2 separate regions of the Nothobranchius furzeri genome follow, and region 1 is linked to region 2. The links are chromatin contacts, called in public Hi-C maps. All regions are on one chromosome and are shown on one strand. The core of a region is the stretch at or near the end of the contact, and the rest is flanking DNA. Distances in the headings are between cores, read along the strand shown.

The links. A called contact is a pair of places that touch in the nucleus more often than the background predicts.
Region 1: a contact with region 2 is called in a Hi-C map of skeletal muscle, with 9 times the contacts expected there. The contact joins the promoter of mid1ip1a here to the promoter of atp6ap2 in region 2. A contact is called at or near these places in 2 of 2 Hi-C or Micro-C datasets (skeletal muscle and tail fin).

Annotation. Positions count from the first base shown.
Region 1 is chr14:27,795,306-27,802,208 of NfurGRZ-RIMD1, reverse strand. It overlaps mid1ip1a (MID1 interacting protein 1a), which reads left to right and starts at 4,112. Exons shown (of 2, transcript XM_015966075.3): 1 at 4,112-4,216; 2 at 4,344-5,727. The coding sequence starts at 4,534. The coding sequence ends at 5,019.
Region 2 is chr14:27,616,873-27,623,814 of NfurGRZ-RIMD1, reverse strand. It overlaps atp6ap2 (ATPase H+ transporting accessory protein 2), which reads left to right and starts at 1,831. Exons shown (of 11, transcript XM_015966079.3): 1 at 1,831-1,984; 2 at 2,766-2,896; 3 at 2,985-3,113; 4 at 3,187-3,282; 5 at 3,385-3,522; 6 at 3,635-3,688; 7 at 3,771-3,920; 8 at 3,994-4,113; 9 at 4,406-5,819; 10 at 6,452-6,541; 11 at 6,639-6,942. The coding sequence starts at 1,912. The coding sequence ends at 4,600.

The sequences.
Region 1 (6,903 bases), core at 2,863-5,362, 180 kb before region 2:
AGAAAGAAAAAAAACATATATGTATACACAAACATAAACACACATACATACACATATATATACAAATACATATATGGCAAAGGAATCTGTTTGCAAAGAAGCATAAATGGAGAAGCCAGGACACAGGTGCAAGACATAAGGCTGATTAGTGAGGAGCCTCAGGTCGTGAAGCTGCCTGTAATGAGACAGGAAGTGAATATACAAAATAAAACAGAAAGTACCAGAAATACAATAAAACCAGAAACATGACTGCAAAACACTCAACCTACAGAACCACCCATGATACAGCGGGACTCTGAGATCATTAGGAAGCAGTCAGCTGCTAGAACCACAGCTCAGAACCAAACAGGGTGAAGTTGCTTTTAGCTACTATGCTGCACAGAGATTAATCAGTTTCCGTATGACCTCAAATGTGCCCCATCTTTAGTAATGTTTAAATCAAAATTGAAAACCTTCATGTGTTGGAGTGACTTATGCAAAACACAGTTCTTAACTGTCTGGAGGAGAAGATTTGGATTTTCTGTAATGATTTACGACAAAAGTCCTTAACAAAATGAAAAACTGAACCTAGTTCATATTTATATAGATGGTCAAATGCAGTTATACTGTATTTCTAGAATTTTAATGCCGAGTCTGGCCAATACCGTTAAATATTCTACCTAAAACTGTCAGTCTTGCGCCATCTTCAGGTAAAAACTGCACTGCATTTGAATTTTAATCTGCTTTCTCTATTTGCTAAGAGGTACACTATGACGTTAGCTGGTACATTGTGATGTCACAATGTTGTTGTGAGCCTGTGTGTGTATTTGTTAGCGGCTCCGGCCTCTCAGTCTGCCTGACAACAGCATTTGTTGCATTTTTCAAACCGGAAGTGGGAGTGGAGTAAGACTCTGGTAGGGGGTGACTTGCTCTTTAATTTTCTTTTAAATTTTTAAATCTAAATTTAATTTGTGTTTTTTAATTGTGCTGTCACATTGATTTTGATGTCTTTGCTGTTGTTGCTAATTGGAAAGCACACTGAATTGCTTCTGTGTGTATGAACTGTGTAATATAAATAAAGCTGCATTGCCTTGCCTATTCCCAACGCTTTCTGTGGATTTTGTGATATGTGTTCGGGCCTTTCCGTGAAGTTATCCATTTCCTGTAACATCTTATGGAAAAAAAATCTTCTCAACCTACAACATTTTATTAAATCTGACAGTAATCAAGACTTCTCTCAATTCTATTCAAGAGGACCACTATCAATGACAGAAAAATTGATAAACAAAATGACATCAGTGCTTTTTTATTTGGTTCATGCTTTCTTTATTGTTTGCTGATGATGATGTGTTCTTTCTATGATTCTTTTCTATGGCTCTAGGCTTTGGAGCAGCAGCTCTGAAACAGTTTGTAAAAAACTCAGAGACAAGTGATGCCAAAAGGCAGAAATAGAAGGTAGTCGAGGCTCACGCACAAAGGGAGAAACTCACCTGGCAGGTTTTTCCATCTATGCATGCATTCCCTCCCCTCATTCTTGCCTGGTAACAATGTTTGAACACTGATTCATTTTCTTGCATATGGAACAGCCTGTGCCCCGAGCACAATTTCAGTCAGGCCACCTGTGTTCTTCCCTAGAGCTCATCCCCCTAACATACTGCTGACCCATTTCAAGGGTCAGCGAGCACTCTATGTGCCTAACATGTTTTGATTTAACACCATACATATGGATAAACACCTTTCTACTGTGTCACTTTGACAAGAAGTGTTTACCAAAGCTCAAATTTCAGCCTGAATCCCCCCAGTACGCTGTACGGAGTACTGTTGTTAGGTTATTTCTGTTGCAGGAGACACGTGGGAGTAGCCCGTGCTTACCGGCAGCAGCTGGGGGTGGGGAGGACATCAGCTGTCCAGCCTCGCTGCAGGGACCTGTCTGGTGCAACAGTTTGGTTTGGGGTGTAACATAAAACTAGTCAGTTTTTTTAACCTCTATGGATGAAAGAGTCACAGAAAGGAAACAACTAAATACATTAACTTCTGCAAATGAGAGTTTAAAACGCAAACACGTCCTTCTGTAATATTTCCATTACATGTTACATCAACTGAATTTTTGATTTAAGGTATCAAACACTGCAAAAATATTTTTTTAATCTTAATTCTGATTGTTATTGGTCGCTAAGTTTTTCATGAAAGCTGAGCAGAACAAGTCTCCTACACCTATCTCCTGCATTAGCTTCTGATAGAAATTAGACGGTGAAACTCTAGGATTCGAAAAGTCTGACTTATCTACGTCACACAATCACTTAACATTCATGGACTCTCCCATCTTCACTCGCAAAGGGGAAGGCTGTTGTTGGATTGGCGTCCAGGAAACAGCAGGAACATTTTGGCTAGTACAAGCTAACCATTAGCATTAGCAACTTCACCACACTGCAGAACACCTCCAAACTTGTGTTATTTGTGGAGATGAAACATCAGTGTTGCAAGTCAGTGGTCGCGTTGCTGTTACCCAATCTGGGGCAAGATGTCCAAATATCAGGAAATAAGACTCCAAGGGTGTTCAATGTCAAGGCGCCTGGTCTTGCCAGGAGATGTCTTGCGAGGCCAGGTGCCTTACTTGCGAGGACACTGTCCTTCCTTGGTCAAAGAAAGCGGTTAAATGGAACAGACTTGCATCATGTGACCGAGGCTTCCATGGCGGTCACGTAACAGCACGCGACACGGGATATAACATTATATTTTATATGTATTTGTTTCAATATAAATATATAACGAGCCTTTTACTTTTTAAATTGTGTATATATTTGTTAAGTTTAATATTTAAGAGAGTTTCTACCCGCTAGCCACCGAAGCTGCAACTTATAAGCAACAATAGATAACTTCTTTGGATCTAAAAAAACATTTTAAATTAGTTGACTTACTTTTAAACTTGAAATTTGCCCCCGAAGTAGCTGCCGACTTTTGATCCGCCATCCTTTTCAAAATACTGCTGTGTATTGTGGGTAATTTTTGACCAAGGCTAGGCTACAAGACACCTCTTGCTCAGCTAGCTAAACGGCTAACAAGCGGAGAACACACGCCTCGGTAGAACATGAACATTGGAACACGTCTTGGTGGCTCCTGATGACGTATCTCCTAGGCAACCGAGGCAGGGCAAGGCATCAAGGCGAGGTTCCTTGGCACTGAGAAACACCCCAAACCTTTCCATCTGAAGCTCAGCTGTGATGTGGCTCAGAAGAAGAAGAAAATATCATTTCTATAGCGCCTCTCTAGATAAAAATCACGAGGCGCTTCACAAAAACAAAAAATATAAAAATTGTAAAGATATAAAAAAGCATTTTAAAAAAGCTCACTTCTAGTTTCTGGTGCGCCGGTGTTTTTTCTCCCCTTTCCGAGAAATACTTACAAAGCATTCATTCCTACTAGAGACCACTACAAATGTATTGATTAAATGAGTGTTCCACATTTTTAAAGGAGCCACAATTGTAGTGTGTACAAGTGACCTTAGACATATTTCTGAGACTTTTCTAAAACCCTTTAAAGGTTTTTATTTGTGCTTTAGTAGTGCCTGCAGTAGAATATTTACTTTTCATGAGCCTGGGAGTTTTGCTCATGATCTAAACAAATCTTGTGGTCATTGATGAGATTTGAAACCTGGATGGAGCAGGAAATAGGAAGTCCAGGACCCAGGACAGACTGGATCAAACCCCTCATTATTGCAGAAGTCCTGGTTCATTGGTCCACCTCTTGCTTCTTCTGAACAGTACATCCTGAAAATTCTCGAGCATTAATATAAAACCTATTGCCATGCCACCATGAATTAGACAAAACGTGGTTTAAAGTGTGCCTTCTCACCTGCAGCCCTACGTGACTGTTTCTTCAGAGCAAAACCATAACAGGGATCTGATCTTGATGACATTAGATAACTTCTATCTGAACTTTCTAAGTTCACAGGTGAACTTTTTTTTTCAAACCTTGAGAACTGCCCTGTGTGCAGCATCGTGTGCAGCCGGCATCTTTTTTTTTTCTGTGTGTGACCACGCCCTCCCAAAGCCATCCTCGGCCTCTGATTGGCTGATCAGAGGCCGGAACAGTGGGCCGATGACTCTCTGGATGAATATTCATGCAAATTCTTCACACCTACGCCCATCAGCGGTTTTGCTCATCAGAACAGAATGTGAGAAATGCTGGAGTCTCTCACCGGAAGAGAAATCAAAGAACAGACTCCAGTTTCTGCTCGGTGAGTAGAAAACTTTGCGATGTTAAACTGTGTTTTTGCCCTGCAGCTACCCGCTGGCGGTCTCTCCTCATCCAGAAAACGTCCCAGATCTTTGTGCTCATCTGTTCCTATCTGTGTGTCACTTCAGGTCATTTGTGTCCGGTTACACTTGCCGAAACTCGCTAAACAAGTTTCTGGAACCCCGCCTTTGCCGCTCGCTCCACCTGTAGCCCTGTACGTATATAAGGAAGTCAGCACCGCAGTCAAGGGAAGCAACACCAACGAAGACGCACTTCTTTCAACTCAACAAGAACTGAGAGAAAGAAACTAAAAGCAAAATGATGATGCAGCTCCCAGAGACCCCCAACCAGAAGAACTCCCTCTTCAACGCCATGAACCGCTTCATCGGCGCGGTAAACAACATGGACCAGACCATCATGGTTCCCAGCCTGCTACGGGACGTCCCGCTAGACGAGGACAAAGAGGTAGCCTCTCTGAAGTCGGACATGGACGAGGGGGACATGTACAGCTACTACCAGCTGCTCAAGTCCATCCGCACGGACATCGAGTGGGGGGTCCGGTGCGCATCGGTGGACGAGGGGCGCACGCGCTCAAGCTCTTCCGCGTCCACCTCATCCACCGCGTCTTCCGCTTCATCACTGTCATTCGAGGAAGAGGAAGAGGAGGACGACGAGGACTTGGAGAAGCAGTTTCAGTTCCACCTGACTGGGCTGCAGGGAGTGCTGTCCAAACTCACGCAGCAGGCCAACTCCCTAACCAAACGCTACAAGAAGGAGATTGGCATCGGAGGATGGGGCCAGTGAAAACGCACAGAAGCTGGGTTTCCCTCCCACTGACTTGAGCCTTTTTCTACTCCTTCAGCCGTGTCTGTGCTGTTGCTGCTGATGATATTCATGAGCAATTATTTAAGTGGCAGTGAACAACAGCTCCATCTCAGGCCTGCACGGTGTGTTGGTGTCACCACTGAACTTGTCGTTTGCACTCCCAACTTGTTTAGCATTCAGGTCCTGTCAGATAAAACTTATTTAAGCCTCTATTTAATGCTATTTATTACCTCACAATGTACGTTCAAGAGACTATAATGCCTCAGGAAAAGGAGAAGGTGTTCGATCCAGACGTTTGAGCCACCCCCATCTGAGGAGAGAGAGGGGGAATACTGACACAAGATTCTGCATCCTTTATTTGTGATGGTGATGATGTCGGTGTGTTCACATGGATTTGTCCCTCTGCTTCTTTTTATCTGAGGTGTTTTATTTTTGCTTGTAAGGAGGCAGATGCTCGTCGCATCCGTCGATGATCTCGTGTCCTACATGGTCAATGAACTGGAATAAACTCATCTTCTGCAAGGAGGACAGTGAGGATTTCCAGGAGATGATGTCTTTGTTGTTGTTGTCATTTAGCCTGCTTGGTATTATAGGTCCATCTGTCAAAACAAGAAATTACTTTAAAAAAATGCACTTTTTGCAGTGTTTTTTACTGATGTTTCTCCAATAAACTTTTATACAAATGTCCTTTTTGGTGTTGTCACTTTTTACACAGTTGTCATTTACTGATAAAACAGTGGAAGAACTATACTGTTTTAAATATAAGATCCAAGAGACTCCTGCTTTGCATAGCTGCTCCAACACCCCTTATTCAAAGACAAAATCACCTCAACACATCCTCTATCCTGTAAATCACCCATTGATTTAAACCAGGTGTGTAGTTGCAGGTAAACAAAAAATCATGCAATAGTGGTGTTTTGCAAAACATGAAAATCCAATGCATAACTGAAATAGAAGTAGTCAAATATATTTTGGGATTTGTTAGATGGATGTGAATTCCTCTGGTGTCAATTTTATCAAACTAAAACTGAAACAAATCAAAGATCTACACAGAAATGCTGCCAAACAAGTTGTGTTATCTGAAACATTTGTGTGAAACTTTCTGAACAAATTCAATGTGTTTCAAAAATGCTTTTGCAGGAAAAACATGTCAAATTGAAACATTTTTCCAAACTTGCTCTCAATCCTGGTCCCGGTTTCCATTATGTTTTAGTTTTAACCCTAGTTCAGCACACCTGATTTCAATCAGCAGGTGATTAACAGGCTTCTGCAGAGCCTGATGAGCTGCTGCTTAGGTGATTCAACCACTGAATCAAGTGTGTTAGAACAGAGGAACAACTAAAATGTAAAATGTGCTGGACACCGGCCCTCCAGGACCAGGATTGGGCACCCCTGTTAATTCAAAGTTTTGTGCAAATGACTGAGCAGTGCTGTTTCCTTTGTCATCACATAAGTGTGCAAAATACAAATGTTGACATGCATTTTCTTTCACTTCCACGTATATAAGAATACATCTGAGATTTGTAAACACTAAAAATAAGGAACTGATTGAGCAGTGGTCATTAAATTTGATGTACTGGTGCAAAAGAAAATATTTGAAATGCAAATGCTCTAAAATGTATAAAACATACTGATATTCATAACTAAACAAGATTCTCTCTATAGACTCTTAACAATTCAAACTTAAAAATGAAAAGAAAATATATGATGATTGGTTTCCAAAACATGACATATTTTTTTGTGTTTAAGAGATTTAATTTCTTAGTTAAATTATTTTTCAATGACAGTATGAATAACCAGATCAGTTTTAAAAATAAGTTTGGTTTCTATTTTTCCTAAAACAAGTTGCAGTGCATGGTGGTT
Region 2 (6,942 bases), core at 582-3,081:
ACCTGGTAAAGACCTATAGTAATCGTTTGACCTCTGTTATTGCCAACGAAGGTTATGTTACAAAGTATTGAGTTGAATTTTTGTTATTGACCAAATACTTATTTTCCACCCTGATTTACAAATAAATTCTTTAAAAATCCTGCCATGTGAATTCATGGATTTTTTTTTTTCACATTCTGTTTTCCACAGTTGAAGTGTACCTATGATGTAAATTACTGACCTCTGTCATCATTTTAAGTGGGAGAACTTGCACAATCTGTGGCTGACTAAATACTTTTTTGCTCCACAATATTTGTAAAACAATTTATTCCTTGACCGTTCTGCATGAATTTACATAATAATAAACAGTATCTTCTTCTTTATTAAAGTCAGTCAAATGTGCCTGATTTATTTGTAATAACAAAAATAAAACTTTTCAAACTAACACTTTTAAACACACACATGAGCAATGGTTTGAGGCCTTTTTTCCGTCTTGCAGAGATTCTCGTGCCTTCCTAAACAGCTTTTTGTAAAGCATGACCTGTGTGAACTCTTCATGGTGGGCACTTGGAGTTGACTAGATGCATGTAATGAGCTTTGATTGGGCTCACAGGACTCACCCAACAATGATTGGCTGCACAGCTCGAGCATTCTTTCCTCCTCTCTCATGAAAGTCTGCATTCAGTCAGTGAATATTTGGATAAAAAAGCTACAGCAGACGAGAGTCGATCTGTGTCACAGAAATAAAGCACATGGAGGCTAAACCATAGTCACATCTGCTCTGTGTTAGCAGGATTAGCTGCCAATGTCAAAATTTCAGATCCAGATAAACAGGCCATGGCTAAATTCAGGACAAATATTTACTTTTATGTTGAAGAGCTAAATAATTTCAAATGCAATTGCTTATTTTTAAGCAGCAGAGATGCTGTTGTAAAGGAAGATTTAAATATTGTAATTTCGAAATGAAGCTGGTTTAGGGGAAAAGAAATACAATGCTGACATCTTGTGGCAAACCTGTGACATTACAACAACACCAATCCACAGTCAAACCCAATTCAATTAAATTAAATTCATAAATAAAATTATATTACCATGACAATAAGAAACATCTCATGATTTTCTGCAGTTAAATCAAACGAAATATACTTTAAATTACTTTGGTTTTACAAACAGAGTTATTTTGGACCAAGATAGTACAGAAGGAACCACACAAATCAAATCACAAAGCTAATGTAAATTTCACTGGGAAGAAAAAGTTGCAATATTAACATAATAAATTTCTGCCTTAAAACAAAACACTCTTCCACTTAATTTTTTAATAAATGTGTGTTTGATACAGTCTGTATTGCACTCACATGAGAGCATCATGTGATCCAAAGAATAGGGTGTGTGTGTGTGTGTGTGTGTGTGTGTGTGTGTGTGTGTGTGTGTGGCAGATTCAGGCTGGTGATGGGACTCTGTTACCAAACTGGGGTTTGTTGTCTTTGCATGTAGAACAGATGAACAGGGTTTATCAGTTGAGCAGCAGCTTTGCTACAGTTGTGTGCTACCAAGAGGTTAAAGCCTTGAAAAAGAAGGCCGCTGATGAGGACACAGACAAGAGACGACAGACGGTGAACTATCTTGAGATTATTTGATCTTTGGTTTCTGTTGTGGTCAGATCTGCCGCCCTTTTGTGGTGATGTAGTGACATTACAAATAAAAAACCCACTGCACCTTCAAGGAAAATCGCGAATAAATAATGTCTTAAACGTCTAAAACCTAACACAGTTAATTTAAAGAAATATAGTCATAAATCTCTTTTTTTTAGCTTTTATCGAACATTAACAAGCGGTTTGTCCACTATGTAGCGGTAAGCTTAGCTACTCTGTCACAAACTCCCACAATGCTTTGCTGCACATAGCGTCAGCTGACCGACATACAAGGAGAAAGATGTCGCTGAAGAACTGCCGAAGGATGGAGGCTACATTTAACTCTATGGTTTTAGTCCTTTGTGTCCTCACCGGTAGGAACTGCACGACAACTAAAACTCTTATTAACATTTGTGTACTCTATTATAACTAACCCTTTTGTCGTCGCTTCCTTTAGGAGTTTAATCATTCAATGACCAAATACAGTCCAGTTAGCGTTGTTAGCATTCATTTACTCTGACATTTTGTCTGCCTGTGTGTTTTAGTGTTGCGTAGATATAACTATGAATGTTTTAAAGATAATAATAAACAAAAAGGGTCGTAGTGCCGGATCGCTGAGAATAATAACAGCTTTGCTCATAATAGCAGTGCTAACAGCTGGAGATTAGCTTGCAGCTAACTTTAGAACCAACAGTGAATGTGTATTTGTTTTTTCTCACAAATTGTCAAGCGACATTTAAAGTAATCTAAATCGCCAAAAAATAATTGTAATTTCTTCGTACATAGCGAAATGTTCAGCTTTGTCACGTGACTAGTTAGTTCCTCTTTATTGACTCGCATCCCTGTTGTCTCTAGTCACGAGTGGATTCTTCCATACGGGCTGGTCATGATTAAGCTCTATTTTTGTCATACATATTACTAGGACGCTTGTTATAACCTTTTTAAGGTCACAATACTCGGAAAATATACTAAAAATATGTAATTTGAGGTTATACTCATTCGCTTGACTTTCTAAAATATGATCCACCTCATTTAAGATACTTTTCATGAACAAATGTGATCTAATACACAATTGGTTAGGAGATAATATAACAGTCTAAGGATCAAGTCTGTCCCTGTGGGAAAATTGTAGTTATTTTTGCTTTTGTCCCGCAGGTGTCCTTGGAGACAGCCTTACGGTGTTGCAAGCACCAGAGTTTGTGTCTTTCCAGAAAGGGGACTGGCCGGTATCTGGGACGAAGATCCCCGACCTGGTGGCTCTTACCATGGGCTTCTCTATTCAAGAGGTGCTTTATTTACCATCTCATGTGTGTGTCATTTCTGTCCAGTTTTATTTAGGGCTCGTGGTTATTTATTTTTTTATTATTCACACAGGATTTGACTTGGCCCGGCCTTCAGGCTGGTCCTTTATTCCAGCGACCTCGAGCTAACGTGCTTGTGGTAGTGAGAGGAGTCGACAGCTTGTCCTTTCCTCAGAGCGTTGCCTCGTACCCCCTGGAGAACGTAAGTCAGACCAACACCAGAAATGTGAAATTCTAGCTTAATATTGAGTTTAGAGTTATCTTCTCTCTTCCAGCCGGTACCCTTTACCCTGGACAGTGTTGCAGAGACTGTTCACTCTTTGTTTGCTGAGTACACCCCTGTCGTGCTGCAGCTGGCTCCCAGCGAGGAGGTAAAAACAAATCCAGTGTACAACAGGAAACTACAAATTTCTGGGGCAATACTGTAAAGGCAAATGTTTCTCATATTCCTAAGCTTTTGTTTTCCCTTTCAGCGACTTTACATGCTCGGCAAGGCCAATGCCGTGTTTGAGGACCTGCCGGTCACCCTGCAGCAGATCCGTGCTCGGCTGTCGCAGGACAGCTCCGTGCTGACCTCGCTTCCACTCAATTCTCTCAGCAGGAATTCAGAAGTTAGTCGATGACTGCCGTGACGCCAAATCTAACATTTTGAGATGCATCCCTCTCCTAACAGCAGAATTTTGTTTTGTTTGTTTTTGTAATCAACACTCATTTTGTTTTCAGGCTGATCTGCTCTTCCTGTCTGAGGTTCAAGTACTGCATGACATCACCGCTCTGGTAAGTCATCATTCATGGCTGAAACTTTTATTTTTGTCTTGATAAAAACTCCCCCCCCCCCCCCCCCCCCCCCCTTCTGTAGCTACAGAGACACAAACATCTGGCCAAGGACATCTCCCCTGACCTCTACTCCTTGGAGCTTTCTGGTTTGGAGGAGTTGAGTCGGCTTTATGGCACAGATTCTCCTCAGTACCGCGATGCCACCTCCATCATAGCCTCTGTCCTTCAGAAAGTAAGGACTCTGAAGCTGATGCTGCCTAACTGTTTACTTTAACCTGATATAAACCACATTTTTTTTATTACAGTTTGGGGAGGATATGTATCGTCTCTATGGCAACGGTGCCGTGGTGGAGGTTGTCACAGTGAAGACCTTTGAGGCTCCTTTGATCAGGAAGTCCCGTTCAATCCTGGAATCTAAGCAGATTGTAAGTCGACTTTAAAATTCTGCACTGGTTCAGTAAAATGGTAAAAAAAAACAAAAATCTAATTATGCCTAAAATAGTCGCTCTAATTCATTAAAATATTTAACGTGGTACTCCTGGATTTCTGAATGTCTTTGACAGCATTTTATTTCTTCATTAATAATTGTCTGTGTCGTGTTTGCATGTGAGATAAAGCATGGGGGCAAGTAGATGTGGTTGTTTGGACTTGTTGGGCTAAGTGGGATTCATATGGGACTTCCTATAGGTGACACTTTGACTTGTTGAATGTTTCCAGAGCAACCCAGGCCGCCCTTACAACCTGGCCCACAAGTACGGCTTTCAGTACGCTGTCATCTTCAACATTGTGCTGTGGCTGATGATCGCTCTGGCCCTCGCCGTCATCGCCATCGCTTACAATCTGTGGAACATGGACCCTGGATATGACAGCATCATCTACAGGATGACTAATCAGAAGATCAGGATGGACTGAGTCCTGACCGCCAACACTCCCGGTGTCTCCTTGAAGCTCCTATGTGAATGTTTGTGTTTTGTGTGTTTGAGGTCTTCTGCAGTGAAAACGTGTGACGGTTGGATGGGACGAAGAGCATGATGAATACTTTCACCTTCCTTCTTAACGTGCTGAGCTGATGATATGAACACATTTTTTTTTAACATCAGAGTAGTGGTCCTGAAACGTATCTACAGCGATGTTATCTGTCCCGAGTTTAGAACAGACTTCCTCTCCTCAGCTTCACAGCTCTCATCATTCCTCCTCGCTAACTTGGTTTCTTTAGCGACTGCATCTATTTTCCCTCATGAAGATAAAATATGTCCTAATGTTGTGAAAGAGTGATATTTGTTTTCATTGTGGTGTTGATTTGTTATGTTTAAATTAAATTAAATCTATCTGTATATATTGAAAACACACGTTTGCAGAACTGCTGTGCTTTTATTGTGAAATATTGTGTTCAGGTGTGTTTGTGCTTCTAATTAAAACAAATATTTGTTGGATCACAGAAAAGGTTGATCATACATGATGTGTTAGTAACACTGTATAAGGACAGCTCTATAAATGCTTTAAAATAAAGTATTACATTGACCTCCCTGATGTTTACTCATTATAGAAGATATGCTTTTTTGATTTCTGATTTTTGAGTAAATTATGTACTCCGATATGTAATTGTTATACGGGACTGTAGGGTAGGATGAAACTCCAAAAATAAAACTGCATAAATAAGATTTATTCAAAGAAAACCACTTCAAATTCACACGATTCTAGATACACAGAAAAACATGTAAAAGAAAAATAAAATAATTAAATTGTGGCAAATCAATCACAGATTTTTGCTGAGTCATCCTAGTACACCCACGATCAGATCATCAACGACGTTGGGCGGGATTGTATCACATGTACTGCAACCTCTTAGCCAATCAGAATTCCGACAGATAAGATAAGCCCCGCCCTAACTTAATTTACTGCATGTAATTGGTTGTTTCTCTTTCCGTGTCCCCGGGTGTTTATAGTTACGTCCGGTGTCGGTACAGGATCTGCTCGGGTGCAGACCAGACACCGGAGCTCTGTAGGCTGAAACAGAAAGCAGGTAGGTAGATAGCTGGTTTAGAGAGAAGATCAGGCTAATTTTCACTGAAAGGATAATAGAAAGGACACCGAAAAACCCAACAAACCATGGTGTGACTTATCATAAAAGGTAAGATTTTATAATTAGATATTCATGACCACACCCGTTAGACCAGAAAAACAGCTTCCCTTCTTCACAGAAGAAGAAATGTATTTTTGAATAACTGTTGTGGTACGAAAAACAAAGTACAGTTACAGAGTTAATTACACAAATAAAACGGGTTTTAAAAAAATCTTTGAAGTGGAGTTGAGCGTTTCCGATAAACAGGGAGTGGTTTCAGAAAGCCTTCAAAATAAAACATGCTATTTTACACATGCTAACATTTATTCCTACTACTTTAGTCTGGAATTTAAACCTGATTTGTTGAATTTCAGAAATGTCCCCACTATAAAGGTGCTGTACAAACAAAGTAACATGGACATTTTGGTCTTAAACTCCTGGAAAGTGGCAATTTATCAATAATAATAATAATATCTAAAATTCAGTATAGAGGCTGTGGAAAAATATTAATTGAAAAGTAAATGTTGAATTTCAGTATGGGATTTTTATTTTCTTTTGCTCATAGAACAAAGACAAATCTAAAAATGATTAATTTGTACAAGGATAGGGAAAAATCCAAGAAAATGTCTCTAAACTTAAAGTTTAAATACTCTTAAAATACTCGCAAAATAATACATACATTTTTTCATTATTTAATTTAGCTTGCAGCTACGTGGTCAGGAAGATCCGGGCGTCTGCCACTGATGGGGAGCGACAGGAAGAGCCCAGCCACATGCCATGTAGTCTAAAAGGTAAGATAATGAGAAATCTTTCTCTAAAGTTAAATTTTTAGTTGTGTGGTGGCAATTACAGGAACTGTTGAATATAACTCATGTGTTTTCCTCGTAGCTCAGAAGAAAGAGGAGCAAAGGACAGTGGGATCGTCCTCGGCTACTGTTGCACTGATCCCAGGATCGGGTGAAGTGGATGGAGCAGCGGCCTCAGGGAGGACTCTGGAGACCTCGGTGCAGCCGTACGGCTCCTGACGTTAACATCTGGCTGGATACTTGAACTGTAGTCAACTGAATTTTTAATCTTTTACTTTTCAGGATCAAAGTTGCACACAGTTAAAATGTCAAGCCCAGAGTGACACTCGATGGGCCGATTCACAGCAAACATTCTGATGCTGCAGAAAAAAGTGCAATTAATAATA